Linked DNA regions of Gossypium hirsutum: all the other regions are linked to region 3. A link is a contact called in public Hi-C data. All regions are on one chromosome and are shown on one strand. Each heading gives the region's core, a stretch centred on a gene start, on an enhancer-like site or on the middle of the called end of the contact. The rest is flanking DNA. Distances are from core to core; before and after follow the strand shown.

What was found. A called contact is a pair of places that touch in the nucleus more often than the background predicts.
Region 1: a contact with region 3 is called in a Hi-C map of leaf, with 2.1 times the contacts expected there. The contact joins the promoter of LOC107945829 here to the promoter of LOC107889782 in region 3. A contact is called at or near these places in 3 of 34 Hi-C or Micro-C datasets (leaf and seedling).
Region 2: a contact with region 3 is called in a Hi-C map of leaf, with 5 times the contacts expected there. The contact joins the promoter of LOC107947519 here to the promoter of LOC107889782 in region 3. A contact is called at or near these places in 4 of 34 Hi-C or Micro-C datasets (all in leaf).

Annotation. Positions count from the first base shown.
Region 1 is chrD12:11,250,637-11,254,558 of Gossypium_hirsutum_v2.1, reverse strand. LOC107945829 (disease resistance RPP13-like protein 4) reads left to right here and starts at 2,200. Exons shown (of 2, transcript XM_041108461.1): 1 at 2,200-2,503; 2 at 2,878-3,922. The coding sequence starts at 2,911.
Region 2 is chrD12:11,294,022-11,297,888 of Gossypium_hirsutum_v2.1, reverse strand. LOC107947519 (heavy metal-associated isoprenylated plant protein 43) reads left to right here and starts at 2,473. Exons shown (of 2, transcript XM_016882149.2): 1 at 2,473-2,592; 2 at 2,732-3,176. The coding sequence starts at 2,508. The coding sequence ends at 3,018.
Region 3 is chrD12:11,464,394-11,468,039 of Gossypium_hirsutum_v2.1, reverse strand. It overlaps LOC107889782 (lipid phosphate phosphatase epsilon 2, chloroplastic), which reads right to left and starts at 1,814. Exons shown (of 4, transcript XM_016814342.2): 1 at 1,235-1,814; 2 at 910-1,135; 3 at 748-821; 4 at 347-627. The coding sequence starts at 1,624. The coding sequence ends at 400. LOC107889781 reads left to right here. Exons shown (of 4, transcript XM_016814341.2): 4 at 1-374.

The DNA.
Region 1 (3,922 bases), core at 951-3,450, 210 kb after region 3:
TCTAAGTAATTTTTAGTACAATTCAAGGTTTTTAGTCGAATTTACAATTAGTTGTTGTAAATTAAAACTTCGCTTATTTTTAATGCTTTTTAGTTATTTTAGTGTTATTTTAGATTTTTTTTAAATAAATTTTTGCAAGGTATTTTATAGATAAAGGAATATCATATTCCGAAATAGCAAGGTGTGAAAAAAGCTGGAAAAATGAAAGACAAATAGCCTCTTGAAGCTGCGACTTAACCTTGAAATCCGCACTTGAATTTCATATGTTATTTTTATTGAAGGCAGTGTGGTCTTTCCACATTAGCTTAAGATGTTGCCCTAAAATCCTGGTATAAAAAGTTATCTCACAACATAATATGATTTGCGTACTACTAAGAACAAAAAGACTAATCTTTATATGTAAGCAAACGCCAACAATCTAAATGATTGTGTAACCACTACTATCTACATTGTTTACTTGGATTTGAAATCGGTACGCTAGTCCTCAGAGAAGCAAACTACAATTACCTGATTTTCCACCGAAGTCGAGTATGGAGTAGTTGCCAGTGCACCTGCAGAGACCACATGGGTAAGAAACCGTCTTCTTGAGCTACACACTCCCATATCGATTACAATGTTGGTGTCACCTACTTTTGTCACAACTCAGTCTTTCACAGCCGCATGAAACATATTGCAATAGACTTTCATTATGTTCGCAATCAAGTGCAAATCAATAAGGTTGTTGTCACTCACACTCACAACACTAGTCAACTTGCCGATACTCTTATAAAAGCTCTTGTTAAACCAGTATTCAATCGATATTTGATCCAGTGTTATTGCACCCACCCAACTTGAGAGGACTTGCTCTTCAACAATTTGATCATGCTTCAATAAATGTTGATAATTTTATTTTAAATTCATATTTTAATTTTTAGTTATTTCGCATTCGAATTTAAATTAATTTCTATTTATTAAAAATATTGGTTGAGAATAACCTGTATAAATAAGGATGCAATTCAATGATAGAAAATGTTAATCCTTTTATCAAAATAATCTAAATTAATTAATTATTCACGAAAATGATCCACTTATAAAATCATGTACGAAAATGACCTATTTTGAACAGTAAACCTCAGTATCGTCGTTGCAAATGACTGCACCACCCTTCATAATGGGCCAATCATTGGCTAGTTTTAAAAAAAATTAGGTGTCACTGTTGTCATTGACGACACCAAACTAAAGTGTGATTATATAAAATGTTTATGGATAATATGAAACAATTATCTTTTTAAAATTGGATAGAAAAGGAGTGGCGCCATGACTATTGGTAGCAACAGGTTTGTCCCTTTTAAAATTAAAATTAAATAAGAATTTTATATAGATTTTTTAAGTTTATTTTTTAAAATAAAAAGGATTTATTTTTTATTTTTATATTTGGTAAGGATTATTTAAATTTAATTTCAAAAGGATCATATATGTAAATAGATCAAAATATTAAAAAGCTTTTAATTGGGTGTCGCGAGTAGGGTTGGGGCAACTTTTTTTTATTCAACCTAAAAAGGGTAATTGCTTCATTAAATCTCTAAACATTTTATATAATTACATTTTAATCCTATGCCGCCAATGACAACAGTAGCACCGAGGTTCACTTTTCAAAATGGATCATTTTCGTACATGATTTTGCAAGTGGATTATTTAAATTTAATTTCAAAAGAATCATATATGCAAATAGATCAAAATATTAAAAAGCTTTTAATTGGGTGTCGCGAGTAGGGTTGGGGCCACTTTTTTTTATTCAATCTAAAAAGGGTAATTGTTCCATTAAATCCCTAAACATTTTATATAATTACATTTTAATCCTATGCCGCCAATGACAACAGTAGCACCGAGGTTCACTTTTCAAAATGGATCATTTTCGTACATGATTTTACAAGTGGATCATTTTGGTAAATAATTAATTTATTTGAGTTATTATGATAAAAAAAAACCTCCATTCATCTTCTTTTTCTCTTATTATAACAATCAGACACGAATAGACAACCTAATCCAATAAGACGGGTCAGTTTTCTCAAGCTAACGTGCTTATAAAAGTTGTACAAAATGATTCCAGGTACTCAAACTTATTATTAGATTACACTTTTTTCGCAAATTACTGACTCAAAACTTGTAAATTTCGGGCGAGCAACAGGTTTAGTAGGAAGGAAGCGACTAGTTTGGGGGATGGAAGTTTCTCTTCAGTTTCATGGTCATTCAATTAGCCAAATACGCATCGTTGACTAGTCTGCACGACTATTCACTGTTGTGTACCATTACACCCTCACGCTGCAAACTTTATAGCATCTTTTCTTCTACACGATTGTATTACATAAATAAAGGACTTTTCGGTAAATCAAGGTATGAACAAGATCCTTCGAACTATTCCATTCTATCCGCTTTGACATTCTACACTTTAGCTTTTTATATTATTGGGGTTTTCTCCTTAATTTGAAAGTGCCATAGATTTCTTGCCAGGAATCTCTCAATTGTAAGTTTGCTATGAGGTTTTGATTATTTTATCCTGCATACATTAGCTGATTAACATTCTTTTATCATTATCTATATTTATGTTTGATCTTTGATTTCATTATTATCTTTTAAATTCCTCCTCCATTTTCCCTATCATACCGCGAAGAACAAGTTCAGGTCATGTACGTTTATAGGAGAAAACCTTCTAATTCTAGTTCTTTTAATTGATCCAGGTTGTTGTTTAGGGTGTTTATGATGAAAATTTTAGTGGCTGAAGCATCATTAACTTCCCCACACTTGGTTTAGTTTTCTTTTCTTTCTTTTGGAAGCCTTGAACAGATTAGATTTTGAGTACCCAAAGCTCCAAAATTTATTTAGTCTTGTTCTTTCTAGTTTTCTCTTTTTTGTAAGGCAAACCCAAAAAGCATGGCGGATGCAATTGTCAGTGTGTTCTTGGAGAAGCTTTTAAACACTCTTGCAGAGGAAGGCCTCTATGTGACTAAATTCAGGGAACAATTTGAAAAACTACAAACTGAGCTTCAATTGATGCAATGCTTCCTCAAGGACGCAGATAGGTTGAAGAGGAAGAACGATACTATAAACAAGGTCTTGGCCGTTCTGCGAGAGTTGATTTATGAAGCTGAAGATATACTAGCGGATTGCCAACTTCAATCAAGGGATGATGCCTTATTCTCCAATGGCTGCTTAACTTATATCTCTCCACCAGTCCTTCATTTCAAGCATCAAAATGGGAAGCGTATCAATGAAATTATTGGGGAAATTACCCAGATTAAACAGAACATCCAATCACTCCTTGGGGGGGCCCTTTTGTTCCAACCGAATGCCATAAATGGAAAGGACCAAATGACCAGATGGAGCTCTCAAGTGTATGATCACACTATGGTTGTTGGACTAGAAGCTGATACTAAGAAGATTAAAGACTGGTTATTTGAAGCGGCTCGTGAAGGGAAGCAGGAAATACTAGCAATTGGAGTTGTTGGAATGGGTGGATTGGGCAAGACCACAATTGCTCAGAAAGTGTTCAATATTGAAAAAGAAATAGATGATCACTTTGATAGGAGAATGTGGATTTCAGTCTCTCAGACATTTACTGAAGAACAAATCATGAGAAGTATGTTGAGAAATTTAGGTGATGCTAGTGTCGGGGATGATGCAAATGAACTGTTGAAAAAGATAAACCAATATCTCTTAGGCAAGAGGTATTTGATCGTGATGGATGATGTGTGGGGTGAAGATGTTGCGTGGTGGGGACGAATTTCTCAAGGGCTGCCTAAAGGAAACGGTAGTTGCGTCATCATCACAACGAGAAATGAGAGGGTTTCAAGGAAGATGGGAGTGAAGGAGACAAGGATCCATAGACCTAAATTCCTCAACAAAGATTACAGTTGGCTTCTGTTTCAGAAGATAGCCTTTGCTG
Region 2 (3,867 bases), core at 1,224-3,723, 170 kb after region 3:
GTTAATATCTTGTTTGAATTTAGTTGGTTCCGAATATTTTTTATTATCTAATTAGCAATTGAATTTATATTCCGATTGTATTTTTGCATTAACATTATTAATTTTATGCTGTTTATGGCATTGATGGTGAATTCTATATTAATATGTGACAATCTTTTAGTATGACATGTAGTAAACATAAATTTAAATTTTTTTAAAAATATATAAATTAATTTTAAAAAGTATAATTTTTTTGGACAAGTTCGGGGACCAACTAAGTACTTCCGGTCAAGTTTAGGGGGCAAACTACATGTTACCCCTTAAAAATTTAACGTTGTTAACAAATTGGGGGCAATGGTTTTTACGAAACAAGTTCATGTATCAACTAAGTACAAAAAAATTAAGTACCAACAATATACTTTTACTTGTAGACAAGTTTAGGGAGTAAACTACATATTACCCCCCCCAAAAAAAAAAACTTCAATGTTACTTCTCTTTAGACTTGTTTGTGGGTTGGGCTACCCACCCAGGTCTACTCGAAATTTGGAGGGTTTGGATAAAAATATTAAGTACGTTTAAAATATGGATTAGGCTCGAGTTTGAATATTTAAGGCCTAAGCCCAGCTCGGCCCGACTCATTTTTAAATTTATAATATGTTATATATGTTATGTTATTTTTATGTATTATGTAATTTATAACACATAAAAATTAAATATATACTAAATATATAATACTATTTTAATGTAAACATTAGAAAAATATTAACATGACTATATAAAAAATTTTAATAAATAAAAAATATACAAATTCTTAAATATTGAATTAAAATAATATAAATATATTTTAAAAAATAATATGAGCAGACTTGAGTTAACCTTTTACAAATATGGATAGATTTGATCAAAATTTTATACCCATATTTCAAATCAAACCGAGTTTAAACAAATATAAAATATATCAATGTTATACTTAGATTTGATCCGAACCCAACTTCAACCCACCCATAAACAAGACTTCTATATTACTTGATTCGCGTCCTCGTCAAAACTTTTAATTAAAAACTAGAATGTTTTTGCCGTTTAGATAGGCTTCAAATTTTTTTAATATAATTTTAATTATATTATAATTATTTATTTGATATTTATTGAAACTGTAGTATATATTTATTAAAGTAATTATGATCGAAATTTTTAATTAAAAATATTATCTAAAAAGATGATTTTTTTATTAAATCAAATGATAAATAATTGCTTTATGTATAGAACTTTTTAATTCAAATTATGATTATAATCTCTTTACTATATTTAAATTTAAGATTTAATATTTATATTTTAATTTAATTTAATTTAATTTAATTTAGTTCTATTTTTATTTACTTCAAATAATTAGTACTCTTAATTATTTTGAGTAAAAATATCATTTCAAACTTAACATTTTGAAATAAATTCTTTATGTGTTAAAAATGTGTACTTATCATACTAAAATAAATTCGTTTTGTGTGTGTTAGAAAGGTGTTTTTAAAAAAGCTCACGACATCATTTTAACCATAATAATTAAGGATGTTAACTATTTGAATCAATTAATGTCATTGATAAAGTAGATGATCAAATTATGCCAAATTAAAATATCAAGACTAAATGCTAAATCTTAACATAGCAGAGGGCTCAATGCTGAAAATTTACCTCTATCCTATAGCGGAAAAGGAAAAAGGACGTCAGACAGAAACGCTTGGGACCTACTTATATTTCAAGACTAAATCTTAAGCATTAACATAGCAGAGGGATCAATGTTGAGGTTTTACCTCTATCTTATAGTGGGGAAATAAGAAAAAGGACGCGTGTTATAATAAAAAATGCTTGTGACATTCTGTTTATATAAGTAGTACAGTATAGATAACTAAAACAACACAAATCTATCTCACATTCTCACCGACTTAAATCCAACTTTAACATCACATTTGTTAGTGGAGTAATTATGTTATCACATGTTCCGTACATACATTCAAGATAATTAGATTATTATTTAAAAATGTAATGAATTAATTATATTTGTTTTATAGGTAAATATCATCTGCACCACGGTCCACAGCATTGATTAATATATAATTTGGTTTTGGTCTGTAGTTCATCGATTGCTATTTGCTATGTGATTTGGTTAGCGATGATGGTTCCAATGAGTTGCTGTTTCTTGGCTTGTTAAGTGGGTAAGTGCACCAGATGGTGCATGCTGAAAGCAGAATGCCAGTCTAAGCAAACACATCCAAATATAAACGATAACATATATACGTCAAATGCTAAGAATCCACCACCCTGAAACTATTTGTGATTATATAATTAGATAGGTTCTAGGTAAACAGGCAATAGGACAAACCTCCCTTGCTATGGAGTCCAGGTGAACAAACCAAAGAATCTGATATATATATATATACCCATCTTTCTCTTTAAATAAGATCATCATGCTGCTGCAATACTTAACCTAGCTAAGAGTTTTTCTTGATTTAAATTTTAGAAACTTTAGTTTGGTTTCCATGGTAAAGAAGACTGTTTTGAAGGTTGATCTCTCAGGCGAAAAAGGCAGGAAGAAGCTTCTTAAGGCAATCTCTGGAGTACAAGGTAAACACTTGGCTAGAAACAGTACCATATTCCTCTTTGGCTTTGTAATAATTGATGGCAAAATTTGAAGCTGTATCCGAACACATGTTTATCAAACATTAATATTTATGTACGTATTGTTAAATTTATTGGTGTGCAGGGGTGGATAAGATAGAGGTGGACGCTGCCAAGGGAACTATATCAGTAACAGGCGATGCAGACCCATATGATATTATAGTTCGAACGAGAAAAGTAGGGAAATTTGTAGAGCTGGTGACTGTAGGGCCTCCCCCAGCACCTCCAAAGGAACCCCAGAAGAAGCCCGAAGAGAAGAAGGCTGAGCCCAAGAAAGATGATAAGAAGACTGACCCAAATCCCCAATTCCACTATCCTGTAGTCTATATGGATAGATATAATGAGCCCAACGTTGGGTGCTCAATCATGTGATAATAATAATTGGTTGTAGTTATGTTGATTTAATTTTAGCTTGATTGACATAGACATTGTTGTCAATGTAAGAGGATGTAGGTTCAAGTGTGCTAAAGCGTACTATCATTCTATTTATAGGTTGGGGAGGGACTAATGATAGTTCTAGGCATTGTGTCAAAAAGAGCAGATATGATCAGAACATATAATGAGATTGTTTTTAAAAAAATGATTTTATTTATTTTTACTTAAACTTGCTTTTCAGAACAAACTTTTATATATATATATAATATTGAGTAGGAGATGGAATCACGCTATTTTAATTATGTCAAATAAGTGTTCAACAAAAATTTTAACCACCATCCAATAAGTTAAGACTAGAAGATCAAAGTTATTTGTCGGTGACTTTAATTGCTTTTGCTACGAACAAAATGAGTATACGTGTCCATGGATTTTTTCCCAATTTTTTATTTAACTGGTCCACTTAACTCAGATGTTTTCAATATTTATCAGAGATGTTGAAATGTTTTTAAAATATATTTTTGAATTGATACTTTACTATTTTTAAATAGGACAAATTATAAAAATAATTATTTATATATGATTTAAATTATGTTTTGTTCATTAGACATTAATTTATTACGAAATAATCTATACAGATACGCTAAAGAAATTATTTTTAAAAAAATTTCTTTGTTCTCCTTAACAACCTAAATCTTGTGGGTTGTTATTTTTGCCACTGCAATTATTAGTAATCTTAGTTTTTTTTTAATATAAAAGGAAAGAGGAGAAGAAGAAAAAAGTAAAATAAAAAAAAAGAAAAGAAAAGTGTAGTGACTCTTTTTCAAGCTGAAATTCAAAAAGAAAAAT
Region 3 (3,646 bases), core at 565-3,064:
GATAAGGGCGTTGCGTTGAGCATACAACAATTACTACTTGATTTGTGTGCAAACAAAGCAGTATACTTGTTTGCGATGGAGACGATGACAAAGAGCTCGTTAGAAGCCGCTCATGCTTCCAAAGCATTTCAGTTAAAATGACTAAATGCAGCTTAAAGATTATAAAGTAAGCCCCAAACATAATTGCATTAACCAGTCAATGATATTTGGGGTTCAAGGAATTCATGTTTATGTTTCTCTTTTGTGCTCTGTAAAGACAAATAGTGTCAATAGTTCCAAATACATTGTTTTCTTATGCCAGAGCTTGTGATGACTAAGCATTTCTGACAGTTTGAAACTGTTGAGATGGAATCAAATGACTTGTATTAATAAAACTGGTTTACAACGCAAATACATAGTCTATCTTTCATCCTGGAGCCAATATTGTATCACATATGTAAGAAAGCCTAGGCCAAATCCAGCACAAGCCAAAAGAACAATGACCCTTACCCACAGCGAGGAGCTAAATGCTTCCAAAACAACAGCATCCCATGACAGGTACCATAAAACTGAGAAAATGGAACCCACCACAGCACCCACAAGAATTTGATTCATCGTATGAAGCTTTTGTGACACTCGAAGCCATGACTGTAAACCAGCAACTAGATTAGATGCAATTTTCACAAGCTTCAGAAATCAAAGCTTTTTTCTACTGCTAAAACAACCAAGACTAATCTTTTTAATATAGTTTTCAGAATTTTTACTTACAAGATATGAACCAAATGCCAGAGCCAGAACGGAAATGCCCACTGAAAGTGCATTATTTCCTAGCCATTCCAATACTGTGAAATACCAAATACAGAACTACGTTAAAAACTTACGCTCAGTTTTGGCAGTCTAAAGCGAAAGTGAAAGCAAGGGCCTACTCACATGAAGCTATAGCGAAGACGACAGTGAAGAATATGGATTGGGCATGAGAAGATGGCATCCCAGGGTCGGACTTAAGGCCGGCCACTGGCCGCTCCTGATTCAGCAACCGTTTCAGTCCAACTGAGAGCACCGCATTCACAATCGACCCCATCGCCATCCATAAAGCCTCCGCGTCATGCCTCCAAAGTATCACCCCACCAAACAAAGCTGACACCAACCACTTGCTCTATCACCCAACAAACCCAAAACCTCCATCTCAGTAAACATGGAAAGTATTACACGCCCAAATAAATATATCCAAATATATAGAAACAAATAGACTCACCAGACGATTCAAAGTGGACTCGAAACCTTGAACCCGCATTGATCCGTCAATGAAACCTTCTACTTCTTGTTCAAGCGCTTGAATCCCATCGTCTCTGTCCCTAGACTCCTTTAACACAGAAGTTTTAATCATAGTTCTTGAAGAGTCGCGCACCCCAGTTTTGTCGGTCAAAATTCCTCCAAGAGAACTTGTTTTGCGGGTTCGGAGATGGAGGAAAAACTCTGGGTCAAACGATTTAAGAAGCTTAGGTGAAGAATTAAGATTGAATTTGAAGACTAGAGGGTGGGAAAGAGTTGAAATCGGAGACATGTTTTTGGGAAGTACTAGGCCGGAGGAGGATGATGAAGGGAAAGGAAGTATGGAAGAAGAAGAAGAAGAGAAACATTTCATAAAAGATTTAATTTATTGAAATTGAAGAGAATGTGTGGAGCGTGGAGAGAGAAGAAATTGTATATTTTGGAGGTGTTTGGAAGAGTAACAAATGGATGAGAAAATTCCAAGAAGGGGATCTCTTTAGAACCCTAAGTTATGAAGTGTTAGGTGTGGTGAGAACGACACTGTCCCATCTCCGACAAGATTTTCCCACGTGTTATAACGTTTTTGATGCATTTTATATTATTAGCGTAGCAAATGTTTTTTTCGTAATTAGTCATATATATGTAAAAATATATTCAATTATGGAAAACACTAGCTGCATTTTCTAGCTTTTTTTTAATATAATTATTTTCTTTTGGTTAGATGGTTTTGTCCTCAAGTCTCATGTTCAATTCTTCTCTCACTCATATTTATATTTTTTTATTTCATTTTATTTTAAGATTTTTATATTTTTAATTAATATTTTTAACATATCAGCTCCTTTAGTTAAATAATTAAATAATAATAATTTCATCCTTGACAACCAAATTCAATTCCCCTTTTATAAACACATTTCTAATTTTTATTTCATATTATTTTCAACTTTTTTTAATTAATAAATATATTATTTTCAATTTTTTTATTTTTAATTAGTCTTTTTAACTAATAAAATCAAATAATAAATATATTTTACATATATCATTATGTTAAAAATATTTGAAATTAATAACTCCTTTATATATAATATAAGCATCAACTAATTTTTTTATATATTTTTCTTTATATGTCAAATATTTATTTTCTACACATATTGTGGGTATGATGATTTTTAATTTTATAAAATGAAGTCATTATTTCAAATATAATTGTTATTTTTATATGTAAAATATTTCAAATATCATTATTTTTTCATCTACATTTTTGGTATGGTATTTCAGATATTTTTATATGTGAAATATTTTAAATACACATGCAATAATATATAATACTAAAATTTACTACACTCATGATATAGATTGAAAAATAAATATTACACATATAAAAATTATATTTATTAAAAATAATAATATTCATATTTATTATTTGATTTTATGTATAAAAGAGTTATTAATTAAAAATAAAAAATTTGAAAATAATATATTTATTAATTAAAAATTAAAAAAAGCTTGAAATACCATGAAATAAAAATTACAAATGTATTTAGAAAAGGAGAATTGAACTTGAGTCTTAAGGATGAGATTATTATTATTTAATCATTTCACCAAAGGAGCTAACATGTTAAAAACATTAATTAAAAATATAAAAAGCTTAAAACAAAATGAAATAAAAATAAATAAATGTAAGTGAGAGAGGAATTGAACTTGAGACTAAAAAAAAAAAACCAAGCGAGCATTCAAATAGCTGTCCTACATTCACGAAAGCACTTTTTCACTCTTTCATATACTAGAGGATTTCACTTGGAAAAGAAAATGTTCCATACTAATGGATTCGGACCGTGGGTTTCCACTAGCATTTAACCATCTAACTAAAGGAACTAATTATATTAAAAAATTCAGAAAATACAATTTAAAGAGAAAACACGTCCAACTAGGCGCACTTTTTTACTCAACCTAAAAATGGTCTATTTCCCTAATTTTTCAAAAATCGACCTATTTAGCCAATAATTTTTGTTTTGACATATATAGCTAATTTAGTCGTATATTTGCAAGGAAAAGGTGTACTATATATATTTTTAATCAGAGAAAATAATGCAATTTAGGAGTATATCAACATAGTGATTGATATCCATAAGTTTTGGTTTACCGTGGAGAGGAAATGGGGAAAATAATGGTAAATGTTTAATAAAAGGTTTTAATGTAAATTAAAGATTTTAATTTGATATATTCATATTGATTTAATGATTATAAAATGGTGTAAAATTAATCAAATTTAAATAATTAAAGTGAAACCTTTCCCTTTAATAAAATACTAAAACTTGATGTATAAACTATTAATCATTTAAAAAAATTATTAACAAAATTATGTTATAGTAAATATGAGAGCATGCATTTCTATTAA